Linked DNA regions of Xenopus laevis: region 1 is linked to region 2. Evidence: chromatin contacts called from public Hi-C data. All regions are on one chromosome and are shown on one strand. Each heading gives the region's core, a stretch centred on a gene start, on an enhancer-like site or on the middle of the called end of the contact. The rest is flanking DNA. Distances are from core to core; before and after follow the strand shown.

Region 1 (7,061 bases), core at 4,138-6,637, 79 kb before region 2:
CTCGATCCTCGGATAAGATTATGTTTATTTCGATACATGTGTAGATCACTTTGTCCAGGGACAGACAAGTGACCCTGAAAAGTGATTACATTTCAGAATATGCATTTATACCCTCGTAAAAAACATGTCGCACCATAAATTCCAATATGTTATCTTGTCCTTGCATATGTCTGACCTATGATTGATCACAAAGTATCAGTACAGCTTACTTTTCTCTGTCATCTACCATCCCCAACAGTCCAGGTGAATGATCAGACCTCATTGGATGGGTAGCAGAACAGTGCCGTAAATGTGTAATGCTCTATTGCTTAGCAACTCCCTAGGTTTTCTCATAGCCTATACAGAGATACCATGAATGTGTACCAGCCATGGAATTTACATGTTCTAAACACAATTCTGCAAGAAAAGGTTGTGGTCCTTATTTTTTGTTAGATTATTTAAATATGAGGTTTCTTGTAATGACACTGTTTGTAAATTATATTGTGTTTTTGTTAACTGTACAGACTGAATACTACCGGTTCAAATGTATTAATGGATCATGCATGTTCCTTGCACTTAAAACGTCTGTTGATCAAGTAACATATATCAGCCAATTTCTGTAACAGCTGTCTAAAGATGTAAAAATAAGAAGATAAATAACCTAACCAGAACTGTCTTTTCTTGCTTACAAATGACATAGGAAATGGGTTTATAAAAGATTATAGAAAGTAGGGGATGAGGGGTGTATTACTGCCATTGTGGGGCCTGTGGATGGTAAAAGAAGACCAGTAAAGTTATGGAGAATGTTAAGGCCAAGCATGGGCAGATTTAAGCTGCCGATCTGACCCATTCAGACTGAGCTGGAAGCTTATTTGGCCAACCATGTACACAAAGGGCACACACACCCTCCCCCTCAGCACAGCCCCTGGATTTAGCTAGGCATCTGGCAGTGAGTGTTTTTTTCTTTAATATATAGGCAACCAAGGGCTGCCTCGAAAAAGCTGCTGCCCTCGGCACTCGCCTTCTGTTGATATTTATAACAAGGCCCTTAATATCAGTGCATTCGTGATAACAGATTTTTGGTATTTATTGGGAGATATCATATAGTGTGGGCTTTTAATTGCTTTTATGTTCCTGTGCCGAAACATGCATTTCATTTGGAATGGCATTATAGGTTGATTTGTAACGAGTGCTTGAGCAGATAATTTTCAGCCTTTTTTTCAGTGTCTACGTAATTTATTTATGTGCAAAAGCACTTGTATTGGTGTTGGCTTATCACCTGCCACAAAAAAAAACAGTGGTCTGTTTTTAATCTGTTTTTAAAGGGTATGTTCACCCTTGGACAAAAGTCTATGACATTTAAAAATATTTTTCTAATTGATGTTAGTATTTTAAAATGAAGCGTTTCCAAGATATCTAGCTCTGCTGCTCACCTTTACCAGTTCCAAACATACCTCTGATTCTCCGTCCAGCTTGGTTTCCTGATTCCGACCCCTTAACAGTGCTAAAAAAATGCGCCTTAATTCAGTAGCTTGAAAAATTCAGCCAATTGGATCAATTAGTTGCTCAGTAGCACTGGATCGCTCAGTTTACTTCTTTGTCATTCTGTGGGCAGGATCAGATGTCTCAGCAGGGGGTCGGTGACCCAGAGATTTGTACAAAGAGAAGCTGCAGAACTAGATATTTTGGTTACACCATTTTGTTATGATGTATATTGCGTATTTTCTGTTAATACAATAAACGTTGTCACTGCTGAAATACTACTGTTTCCACGAGGCAAGTTATATATTAAAATGAAGTTGCTACTTTAAAAGCTCAGCCAATGATAAACAAAGCTCCAAAGAATTAAGATGGGTTCCCAAATCTTTTTATATAACTCTATTGGTGTTGCAGTATACAGTCATATGAAATAGTTTGGAAACCCATCTTTATTTTTTGTAGTTCTGTTTATCATTGGCTGAGCTTTCAAAGTAGCAACTTCCTTTTTTAATATATAACATGCCTTATGGAAACAGTAGTATTTCAGCAGTGACATAATGTTTATTGGATTAACAGAAAATATACAATATGCATCATAACAAAATTAGACAGGTACATACATTTGGGCACCACAACAGAGATATTCCATCAATACTTAGTTGAGCCTCCTTTTGCAAATGTAACAGCCTCTAGACGCCTCCTATAGCCTTTGATGAGATTCTGGATGGCGGTATTTTTGACCATTCGTCCATACAAAATCTCTCCAGTTCAGCTAAATTTGATGGCCGCTGAGCATGGACAGCCTGCTTAAAATCATCCCATAGATTTTCGATGATATTCAAGTCTGGGGACTGTGACGCCATTCCAGAATATTGTACTTCTTCCTCTGCATAAATGTCTTTGTAGATTTGGAAGTGTTTTTAGGGTCATTGTCTTGTTAGAATATCCAACCCCTGCGTAAACCTTAGGTTTGTGACTGATGCTTGAACATTATCCTGAAGAATTTGTTGATATTGGGTTGAATTCATCCGACCCTCGACTTTAACAAGGGTCCCAATCCCTGAATTAGCAACACAGCCCCACAGCATGATGGAACCTCCACCAGATTTGACAGTAGGTAGCAGTTGTTTTTCTTGGAATGCAGTGTTCCTCTTCCACCACTGTCTCATCAGTCCAAAGCACTTTGTTCCAAAAAGAGTGTGGCTTGTCTAAATGAGCTTTTGCATACAACATGCGACTCTGTTTGTGGCGTGAGTGTAGAAAGGGCTTCTTTCTCATCACCCTGCCATACAAATGTTCTGTGTGCAAATTGCGCTGAATTGTAGAACAATGTACAGATACACCATCTGCAGCAAGATGTTCTTGCAGGTCTTGGAGGTGATCTTTGGGTTGTCTGTAACCATTCTCACAATCCTCCGCATATGCTGCTCCTGTATTCTTCTTGGCCTGCCAGACCTGGGTTTTACAGCAACTGTGCCTGTGGCCTTCCATATCCTGATTACATTCCTTACAGTTGAAACAGACAGTTGAGATAGCTTTTTGTAGCCTTCCCGTAAACCATGATTCCGAACAATCTTTGTTTTTAGATCTTTTGAGAGTTACTTTGAGGACCCCATGCTGTCATGGAGAGTCAATCAGAAGCACAACTTGCAATTGGCCACCTTAAAGGAGAAGGAAACCCCCTGGGCGCAAATCCCCTCCCCTGTGTTGCACCCCTCCCTCCTCCCCCCTGGCCTACCTGTCCCCCTGGGCAAATGCCCCTAACTTGTTACTCACCCCTCTGCGCAGGTCCTGTCCACGGAGTTCACAGGCGCCATCTTCTCCCACGCGGCCTTCCTGCTTTGACTGGCGTCTTCTGGCGCATGCGCAGTAGGAACATTTACAGGTACGGATCTACTGCACATGCGCCGAATGTCACAGTAGATCCATACCTGTAAATGTTCCGCGCATGCGCCAGAAGACGCCAGTCAAAGCAGGAAGACCGCGTGGGAGAAGATGGCGCCTGTGAACTCCGTGGACAGGACCTGCGCAGAGGGGTGAGTAACAAGTTAGGGGCATTTGCCCAGGGGGACAGGTAGGCCAGGAGGGAGGGGGGCAACACAGGGGAGGGATTTTGCACCCAGGGGGTTTCCTTCTTATTTAAAACCTTTTCTCATGATTGGACACACCTGCCTATGAAGTTCAAGGTTTAACAAGCTAATCCAACCAATTTGGTGTTGCCAGTAATCAGTACTGAGCAGTTACATGCATTCAGATTAGCAAAATTACAAGGGTACCACCAACATTTCTGCACAGCCAGTTTTTCACACTTTATTTAATTTCATACAACTGAATACTGTTTCACTAAAAATCTTTGTTCAGAAAACACCCCAGTACTCAGATGTTCCTGGAAAATGAAAGACATACCACTGTTCTCTTTTTTTGTTGAAAGTGGAGTTCCCAAACATTTTCATATGACTTTACCTTACAATATATTACGCAGGTCTACAAGCTTTCCCATCATTTGGTCTGACCATGCCCTAGTACAGGTAATATTGCTACTTTCTAATTCCCGCAAGAGTTTAGTCAGCACTCTTACCTCCAGAAATCCTTTCATTTGCTGCAAGTCTCACAGTTTCCACCACCAACTGATTTTCGAATTCTTTGTATCACAGACAGCACCATCCATGAATGTATTTTCTTAAAATGCCTTTATTGAAACATAGGCTCTTGACCCAGATAAAATACTTTTTTTTTTTTTTGATCAGTATCAAAACAAAGCCTGTTAAGATGCAGTCATGAAGACATATATACAATTGTTGATGAACTTTCTATTGGAACTGTTTAGGAAACTAATAAATCCGTTATACGGGGGTATATCAAAATGGCATTGTACCAAGAAAATGAGTTTACAACTAAGCTTGAAGCCCTTGAAATTTCTGTCCGATTGTTAGAAGTTAGACATAAAATGACCCAGTCTCCGAACCTTTTAGATAGATGGCTATGGCTAGATCTCAATTGAAAATAATGTTGCAAGAGAAAGCTAAAAAAATACTTTTTTTTATTAGTTTTCTTTTTCTCTGTAATAATATGGTAGTACCTTTTACTGGATTCTGTCTAGGTTACATATATCCATATTGGTGGTGAAACAATCATGCCGGGTTTTATTAAATCTTTAATAGGGGAAAGCTTTTCATTGTTTGTGTCCTTTTCGACTGATTTGAGACGTCAACAACTTCCTTGCAAACAAATGGCTTATGTAAACATGCATAGTGCATGTATTAAAATGTTGCAATTGCAAAGTTGTTTTTGTGCACCAAAATATTTAGTGAAACTTTAGAGCAGGTATTAATGCTTACCTTTGCTCAGCAATATAAGCATGGGACCTGTTATCCGGAAAGCTCCAAATTACAGAAATGGTGTCTCTCATAGACCCCATTTTATCCAAATAATCCAAATTTTTAAGAATGATTTTCTTTTTCTCTGTAAAAATAAAACAGTACCTTGTACTTGATCCAAACTAAGATATAATTAATCCTTGTTGGAAACAACACCAGACGTTTGGGTTTATTTAATGTGTAAATGATTTTCTAGTGGACTTAAAGCACGAAGATCCGAATTACAGAAAGATCCGTTATTCGGAAAACTCCAGATCCCGGGCATTCTGGATAATAGATCCCATACCTGTAATGAAATATTCAATAACAAATGATTTTACATTGCAAGCAGCACTAAACATTTACAAAAATGTAATTTTAAACATTGCTTGCAATTTTAATTACATTCCCCCTTATATGTTTTTAACAGATTTAAGGTATGGTGATCCAAATTACAGAGATATCCCTTATCCAGAAGCCCCACTGATCCAAAGTATTCAGGATAACAGATCCCATATTTGTACAGTGAAAACTTGGCAAGACACAACTTCTCATGTATTTCTAATACCATACGTTGCCATTTCAGATACATAACACTATGAGGCAGCAAAACACCATTAGTTCAGAGTCAGATCTGCTATTTTTAGATTGGCTAAAAGGAGGCCGTGCCCAGAGCAAAAGGAAGTGTAGGAAGTATCAAAACAAGATTCACAGAAGTCGTATTTGTTGGGATAGTAACTGTGTTTTGATTGTGTTTTCCAGGTAAGAATCCTTCTTCTTTACTAGCATATATCCTGATACAGCAAAGGTTTATGGTTTATTTTACTTTAAAACAGTTATACTGCTGAATATTATGTATGTATAAATCAGTGAGTAGCACTTTAGTCTATAGTGCAGATGGATTGGTTATTAGCAGAGGAAGCAGCAATATTCTGGTTTGTGGATATGACAATAATAGACGAATACATAATTTCACCTGTTGATTTGGGATCTGCACAGCCTCTAAACCTGATTTCAAGTAATTTATGTCTGAACTGTTAGCTTTACTAGCCAGGGAACTCCTTCCTAGCCCATTGTAACACATGAAACTTACATTTTGTAACTATATACTGTATATTCATATTTATTTATTGCAAAATGTGTTTTCCCTGTATGTGTTATGTGTATGTGTTATGTTATGATGTTATGTACATTGCTGCAAATACAAGTAGTGGCATATAAAGAAAGTTAGACATACAAACCAATAACTCATCATCCATGATCATCCACTGGCAGCTGAGCCATGCTGGGAGCACTAGTTAACACTTAACACTGTAATATTGTAAGGAAATCTTACCTGGCGTACCAAGATGGCAAACGAGGCGCCGGCGTCGGATTGGTCGCCGGCGCCGAAGCATCAGCATCAGAATGGACTCTAGCGTCGAAATGCGTGAGGATGCCAGCGTCATGACGCCACTGCGTCTAATTTTGGCGCCAAAGGAGGCCTATAAAAGACGCTGAGACATTGCTCACATTGCCCTACAATAGGTTCTTCATTCTGAGTTCCTGGGTGCGCTTCTACTGTTATTGTCTTGACCTTTTGTGTATTGATCCTTGCCTGTTCCTGTTTACCGAACTTTTGCTGCCTGAACCGACCTTATTGCCTGGACTTGACCACTCTCTTTCTTAATCCTTGCCTGTACCACGATCTGTTAGACTGGTGCTTCCTCCTTGGTCTGTTACTCTGTCTGAGCCTTTGGGCCCCTTACTAACTATAAAACTATAATAAATAAATAATGAAAACCAATTGAAAAGTTGCTTAGAATTGGCCGTTCTCTAACATAATAAAAGTTACCTTTAAGATGAACCACCCCTTTAAGGATGCAATAAATACAGTATTTTCTTTTCTATCAAGTATCAGAATAATTGTGTTACACTTTCTAAAGCATGTACACAACAACATTTGTTTATTTGACAATGTTTTCCTAATGCTGCTACCTTTCCAACGAAACTGATGGGACCAATTGAGGTCTTGGACCAACAACTGGTTCACATGGGGGAATTTTGAGACCCATTTGCCCCTGACCAAAGATGTCTGTACAGTACTCAGTAAAGGAAATATGGCCAGGCTTATTTTGATCAAGGAAGTGGAAAGAAAATGCATAGACAGCTGATGCTCTTGACCTTCAAGATAGCTGCTGAGCTGATGCCTACCTTGCAGTATAAAACTATAAAATCCAGATACTATCTTTATCAGATAAAGGTAAA
Region 2 (6,825 bases), core at 2,037-4,536:
AGCTTACGGATACCATCCTTATGATTTTTAGATGTGTTCTCCCCCCCCCATTCTGCATCTGCAAGTACTGCAGTGTAAGTTGCTCACTATTACTTTGCAGCTTATCAATGGGTTACTAACAGAAAAAAAACGACAAAAATTCACCATGTATTATACATGAAACATTTATCCAAAAGCAGATGGCTTTACAAAAAATGCTAAACAGATGTTCTCCTTTCAGACTCCCAGTATAGCAAGTTCCCCCAAGAGATTGATCCATTAATGTTGCCTCTCTGCAAAACCTGCCTCTCCTTCCATCTGGGGACTTTTGCAGGACACCCCTATTAGCAGCCCAGTTGTTCCCCCAACAAGGAATTTTTACGTTCCATGCATTATGTCATCATACCTCCCAACATTTTAGAAGTAAAAAGAGGGACAAAAAATGTTTTGGCATGTAGAACAGCGAAAATTGTTGACTACACCCCTTTCTGTGGCCACACCCCCTAATTACCATGTTCATTTTACAAAATCTGTCAGGTTATGAAAGTTTGAAAATATTTCTCCTTATCTAAACTGTTTTTTTGTATCTCAAAATTGTTACAAAGTATCTTATTTGCACCTGTTAGCTGTTCTGGGCTCTCTGCTAAAAGCCAATTAAGTGAGAACTTTGTTTCTTTTTCTGGCTGTTCAGTGCAGAGAGAATAGGGACTTTCCAGTACAAATGAGGGACTGCTGGTTGAGCTGTCAAAAGAGGGACTGTCCCTCCGAAAAATGGACAGTTGGGAGGTATGTGTCATTTCCACACTCTAATAGATGCTCAAGCACTTACACCCACCAAATGCCATTTGGGGGCTTTTTTTTAATGGTGGAAAAAACAATAAATAATAAATAATGATTGTAAGTATTCAAGTCTGTAACCACTGGTATGTTGTTGGCTACTTTGAGGTTTCTTGTTGTGTACCTGTGATATATCATTCTCACAAAATATTTTCTTCTGCTCTTGCAGTACTACAGTTATTGTTTCATTTGATCACATTTTATATCTTTAGAAAGTATCTCATGCTTTTACCTCACAGGCAGAAGGTTTAGGGATAACATTCATTTGATACATTGCTGATGTGGGCATGCAGTAGCCTACAGGCAGAATGTAACTGCATTAAATATTGTCATGACTTTGAAACGTTTCTACTTACCTGGCCTATTATCACATATTCAATGGTTTAAGGCAGAAGTACCCAACTTTTTTTTTTTTTTTTTTTTTTACCTGTGAGCAACATTCCGATGTAAACAGAGTTGGGGAGCAACACAAACATGAAAAATATTCCTGGGTGGTGCAAAATGAGGTCTGTGATTGGCTATTGGTAGCCCCTATGTGGACTGACATCCTACAAGAGGCTCTGCTTGGAATTACACTAGTTTGAGGCCACTGGGAGCAACATCCAATGGGTTGGTGAGCAACATGTTACTCACGAGCCACTGGTTGGGGATCACTGGTTTAAAAGACAAGGAAAGTTAAACTAAAGAAGTAGGCTAGAAATGGTGTACATTATGTTTTGGGCTTCTGTGCCAATCCCAGACAACCAAAGCCCTTTTGAAGGGAAGATCTGTGCCTCCAAAGATGCCCCAGTAGCTCCCCATCTTCTTTTCTGCTGATTCACTGCACATGCTCTGTGCTGCTGTCACTTATAGAGCTTAGGGACAGACTCAAAATATACAGTACACATAGAATAGAAATGTCACAGTATAATGGATAATTATTTCTGGGCAATACAGAAACCAGTGCAACTAGCATCAGAATTGAATAATCAGCCCTGCAGCATTAGCTTATATGACAGGCCAACCTAATTTTCTGCTTGATAATTTGCAACAACCCCTAAGCGTATCTTCTGAACAGCTGCTCAGAGCCCACTGAGCATGTGAGTGTCACAGACACTTTCCAAGATGGTGACCCCCTGTGACAAGTTTGAAGTTCTGGATCATTGCTGCTATTGACAAGCTGAAACTTTAGGCTGGAGCAATAAGTTCAGTATATAAAACATTGCATTTTTAGCCCTATTCATTTTTAGGGTTTAGTTCTCCTTTAAGGTATAAACATTCCCTGCCTATTGCAGGTCTAAGATTAGCTGTGCTAATATTTACAAACACCCTGCATAACTGTGTGTAATTGTTTTTATTTCTATGTGGCCATTATTGGACATTGTATTCTCCAGTCAAAATGAATATAACATAGATCAGCAGTGAACAAATTGTGAGAATATAATTTTGACTGCACGACAAAACAAAATAGTTAATGGGAAGCTTTTTTTTTTTTTTTTTGCTCTGAATAACATAAGCCACATGGACTGTCTTTAGTAAAGTGCTCCGCTGTTTTCGAAAGGATCTTTGTTTCCTGAATGAAGTCTCAAGATAGGTACAAGCAAAGTGCAAGTTACTCTTTATGCTCTTTGTTTTCCTTACCCGTTTCCGCTTGATACAGCCTAATAAGCTCTCGTGAGACTTTTAAACCCTTCTTTCCACTTCCCCAAATGGAGCTTTGTTGGGATATTATTTTCCTTCTCTGTGTACTGGAGTGTTGGCTGCTCTGTTTCTTTTCCCAGTCCCCCCCTTATCTCCCTCCCTGCTTGATCTCTTTCCAGATCCGCTGACCCAACTCAACCTTTGCTCTGCCTCCCAAGGCTGGGGTGAAGCAGCCTGAGCAGGTGACTGATGATTACTGTCAATACAGCTTGCAGACAATATGACATTACTTTAGCAGTTTCTCCCCCCCCCCTTTAAATTCATTCTTTCTTTCTTCCCCTCCCCAACCCCCACTGCCAGCTTTCCACACTCCCCTCCCCACCAGCACCAAATGCAAATATCTCATTACCCATTTGCTAAGATTTTCAGGGCTGAACCGGCAGCAGGGGGCTTTGTTTTAGACTTCTGTGTGTTTTGGTCCTAGTATAACTGAAAATCTAACCAGGGCAGAATCACAAGAGCCTCCTCGCACTTATGTGCAGATCTGCCTTCAAAATAAAAAAGGTAGGGAAACCAGAGACTGTTTATTTTGTGTCCCACCTCACATATGCTTGTAGCCAGTTCATTGTGTAATCCAGACCTTTTGTGTTGGACAAGGAAAGTTAATAAGTCAACTACCATGTGATGTCAGAAAAAATATCTCCTAGGATAACTGCTGATTTACTCAGAGATACAGTGGACATGTGCACACTGTGAGAACTCCTGAGTGGGTATCATGAACTATTGGCCACAGCTGACCTGCTGCCTACTGACAGCCTGCATAGCCCTCTTATACCTTTCTCTTCACACATTCTGTGCCTTCGTGTTTTCTGTCTTCATCTGCATATTAGTCTTTGGATGGAATTTTTCTTCAAGCATAGGGCCACTGATTTCATATTCCTACTCCTGCACTGTTTAGAATAATAAGGTGCCTGTTGTTTATACCTTGTTTTTAAGGTTGCATTATTATATGTGCCTGTGTTAGTTAGTAAAGTACACTTGAAAACTGATGTGATACTGCCTGTAAAAGGTTAACATTTCAATATAGCACAAGTATTTGTGTATGAACTTGTATATAGATATAATTGTATATAATTTTTTTTATACTGATTTTTTACAGCTATATACAGAGTCGTAATGATAACCGTGTTTAGTCTTCAGTCCATTACCCAGCATACAGATTGCCTAAAGGTGGCCATACACGGGCCAATAAAAGCTGCCGACAGACCGAGTCGGCAGCTTATTGGCGCGTGTATGGGGGCCCCCGACGGGCTTCCCCGTTTCGGCCAGATCTCGATCGGATGAGACTAAAAAACCCGTCGGATCGCGGCCGCATCTGTTCGTTGATGCGGTCCCGCGATCTGCCCGTTCGCGTTCGAAAGGATGGGCATATCGGAGAGAGGTGGGCATATCGGAGAGAGGTGGGCATATCGGAGAGAGATCCACTCGTTTGGCGACATCGCCAAACGAGCGGATCTCTCCGTGTATGGCCACCTTAACATTACATCCACAGACTAGTTGGCAACATTATTATTCATAATTAGCAATGCAGAGTACGTTCATTTATAAAACAAAGATTTGAAAAAAAGCCTTGATTTTGCCCAGACTTCAGATAATGTATTAATTTTTTTAAATTAAATGGGCATGCAGTGGTGCATTAGTCTGTGCTTCATAGTGGTGCATGAGGGGGTGCTTTCTCTGCCCTTGACTAAAGGGATGCTGCACTCTGTGATATTTTTTTTTCTTCATGTAGTTTCTGCATGGATTAAAATACTGATTTCAGATTTAGTGGATTTATACAGCAGCTTTTAGAACTGAACACACATTTCCCCTATCTTTTTCTCAGTTTCTGACACTACACGAGAAGAGAATTGTGTTCTGTGTTAAAGGTACATATTGGAAATGGAGTGGAGGAGAGAAATGTTGTTCAGCTCACATGGCTGATTGTAGGAATGGCTGACTTTTTGCTGTACAATGTATTTACACACAGGTAGCATGTGTGCACCTACTGCATGTAAAAGAGACAAGGTTAGACACAGTACTAACATGTTTTGCTTCTAGCAACTGGCAACTCTGTTATATGAGAGTGAATGAGCACTGTGCAGTTTTCTCTTTTTAAGAGTTGTTTGCATCTCCAGCTGTTCAAGACTTCAACTATTTATCAGATACTTGATAGGGGTATGGAGGCCTTGAAAAGGCTGGAAACACCAGAAAATTAAAATGCTCCACATACATTAACATGTGCTATCTGCTTGCCCTATTAATAATTCAGCAGAATGTCTGTGTCCTGTAATTGCATTGTGCCAATGATGATATTTTCCTTATTCTAGTGAACCTCATGCATGAATATCAGAGGATAGTTTGTAACTGCTTTGCTTTTTATGATGTCTTGAATTTGCAAATTGGCTTGTTTTGAAACTTTTTGTCAGCTTTTTTTTGCCTGCATTTTGCCCGGATCCATGCCTGTGTGTAGTAGCTAGTCTCTGGCATCGGCCTAAGTGCAGCTTCACAGAGCAGATATTTCTGCAAATATTAATGATTTTGTGTTTTTTCATGCTGATGTGTACTCCTCTGTGTAGCTGTATGCAGCCCGACGTTGTGCTTGTCAGTGGAGCTACAAATAGACGTGGATCTGCTTCTCCACCTGCATACAAAGCACAGGCACACACAAGAGGACCCTATGCCTTGTGCACATAGATTTGACATCAGTCCCTGGCCAGTGGAGCTTAAAGTGATACTGACACTAAAAAACGACTTTTTAAAATATGAATGTGCCGGTACATTAAAAGTTACTTATAGGTCATGCTGCATTGGGCAAATGCTTCATGGCAAAATTATAAGAAACATGCAAAGTCAATTTTATGGTAGATGTAAAAAATGTTACATTTCTGCTGTCAGTATCTTTTTAAGTTTGCCATAGACGTGCTACGTCTAACAAATAATAGTGACAATCTCCTATTAATATCGTCAGGCAACACATGCAGAGCTATTATCGGTAGCTGATATAAATCTTTTAACCTGTCCGATCAACTGAACGACCGATTGATCGCCATGGTGTGGGTAATCCACACACGGTCCGTAAATCGTACAAATCTTCATTTCGTACGATGGTATCTTTGCATCTATGGGCAGCGTTACTCTGTAAGGTCCCTATTATACTCATACACACTAGTCACATTTATCAGGACTCCATTAAACTTCCTGCATGGACAAAACCAATGCAGATGAGGAGAACATGCAAACTCCTTGCAGATAATGTCTTGGCTGAAATAAAGTCTATATCCCCTGTGCATTGTTCTGCTTTGTCATAAGAAATGTTTGCATTATTTATAGTTAATAACAAAAAAAATCTTACTTTTATCAAAAAAAAACTATCATAGTTACAGTTAAGTGAGTAAAACAAGGTCAGTAATTTAGTTGACTGATGGCATATCACTGAATCATTTGTTTACTTTTAGCTGGTGTAACATGAGAAATGCAATTAACTTTTAAACAGCATCTGTAGATAAAAGTTAAAACAAAAAGAGCCTTCTGTTAAGTGGAATTGTGGCTGAATGGTTAGGAATAAAGGCAGAACCAAAGTTTGTCTATTATTTTATGCCAGTGTACATGTAAAGAATAATGCTTGTTTTAAGTGAAGCAGCTGCAAAGTTTACAGTATTTGGATTGACTGTATGAGACTATACTATACCTATTTACAGTAAATGTATAAAAATAAACTTGGGTTTTGGTTCATATAAGCCACCAGCATCCTTACATATAGGAAAACAAAGTCACACCTTCACTATTTTAATTATTTTTAATCAAGGTTTCTAATCTGCAACATAATTGGAATGCATTGGTGCATCCCTAGTCAAAACAGTTTTAAAGGAACAGTAACATCAAAAAATTAAAGTGTTTTTAAGTAAAAAAAATAATGCAGTATTGCCAGGCACGGTGTTTGCTTCAGAAACACTATTATTGTTTATATAAATAAGCTGCTTTGTAGCAATGGGGGCAGCTATTCAAAGGAGAAATTGTTCAGGTTACACAGCAGATAAGCTCTGTAGATAATGGTGTTATCTGTTATCCAACAGTGGTCCCCAACCAGTAGCTCGTGAGCAACATGTTGCTCTCTGACCTCTTGGATGTTGCTCCCCAAGGCCTCAAAGCAGTTACTTATTTTTGAATTTCAGGCTCAGAGGCAAGGATTGGTTGCATAGAAACTAGGTGTACTGCCAAATAGAAGCCCCTGTAGACTGCCAGTCTTCATGGAGGCTACTAAATGGTCAATCACAGCACTTATTTGGTAACTCCAGGAACATTTTTCATGCTTGTGTTGCTCCCCTGCTCCTTTTACATCTGAATGTT

The links. A called contact is a pair of places that touch in the nucleus more often than the background predicts.
Region 1: a Hi-C map of the XL177 cell line shows a contact between it and region 2, with 3 times the contacts expected there. The contact joins the promoter of LOC108708312 here to the enhancer-like site in region 2.

What each region holds. Positions count from the first base shown.
Region 1 is chr2L:99,097,820-99,104,880 of Xenopus_laevis_v10.1, reverse strand. It overlaps LOC108708312 (cytochrome P450 4F22), which reads left to right and starts at 5,387. Exons shown (of 13, transcript XM_018246892.2): 1 at 5,387-5,576. The coding sequence starts at 5,413.
Region 2 is chr2L:99,017,217-99,024,041 of Xenopus_laevis_v10.1, reverse strand. All of the region lies in intron 6 of scml2.L (sex comb on midleg-like protein 2), which reads left to right. Among protein-coding and RNA genes, the nearest start is that of scml2.L, 39 kb to the left of the region's middle. Within about 2 kb of position 3,286, at least 3 of the 7 cell types and tissues checked have an H3K27ac peak or open chromatin away from gene starts, as enhancers often do.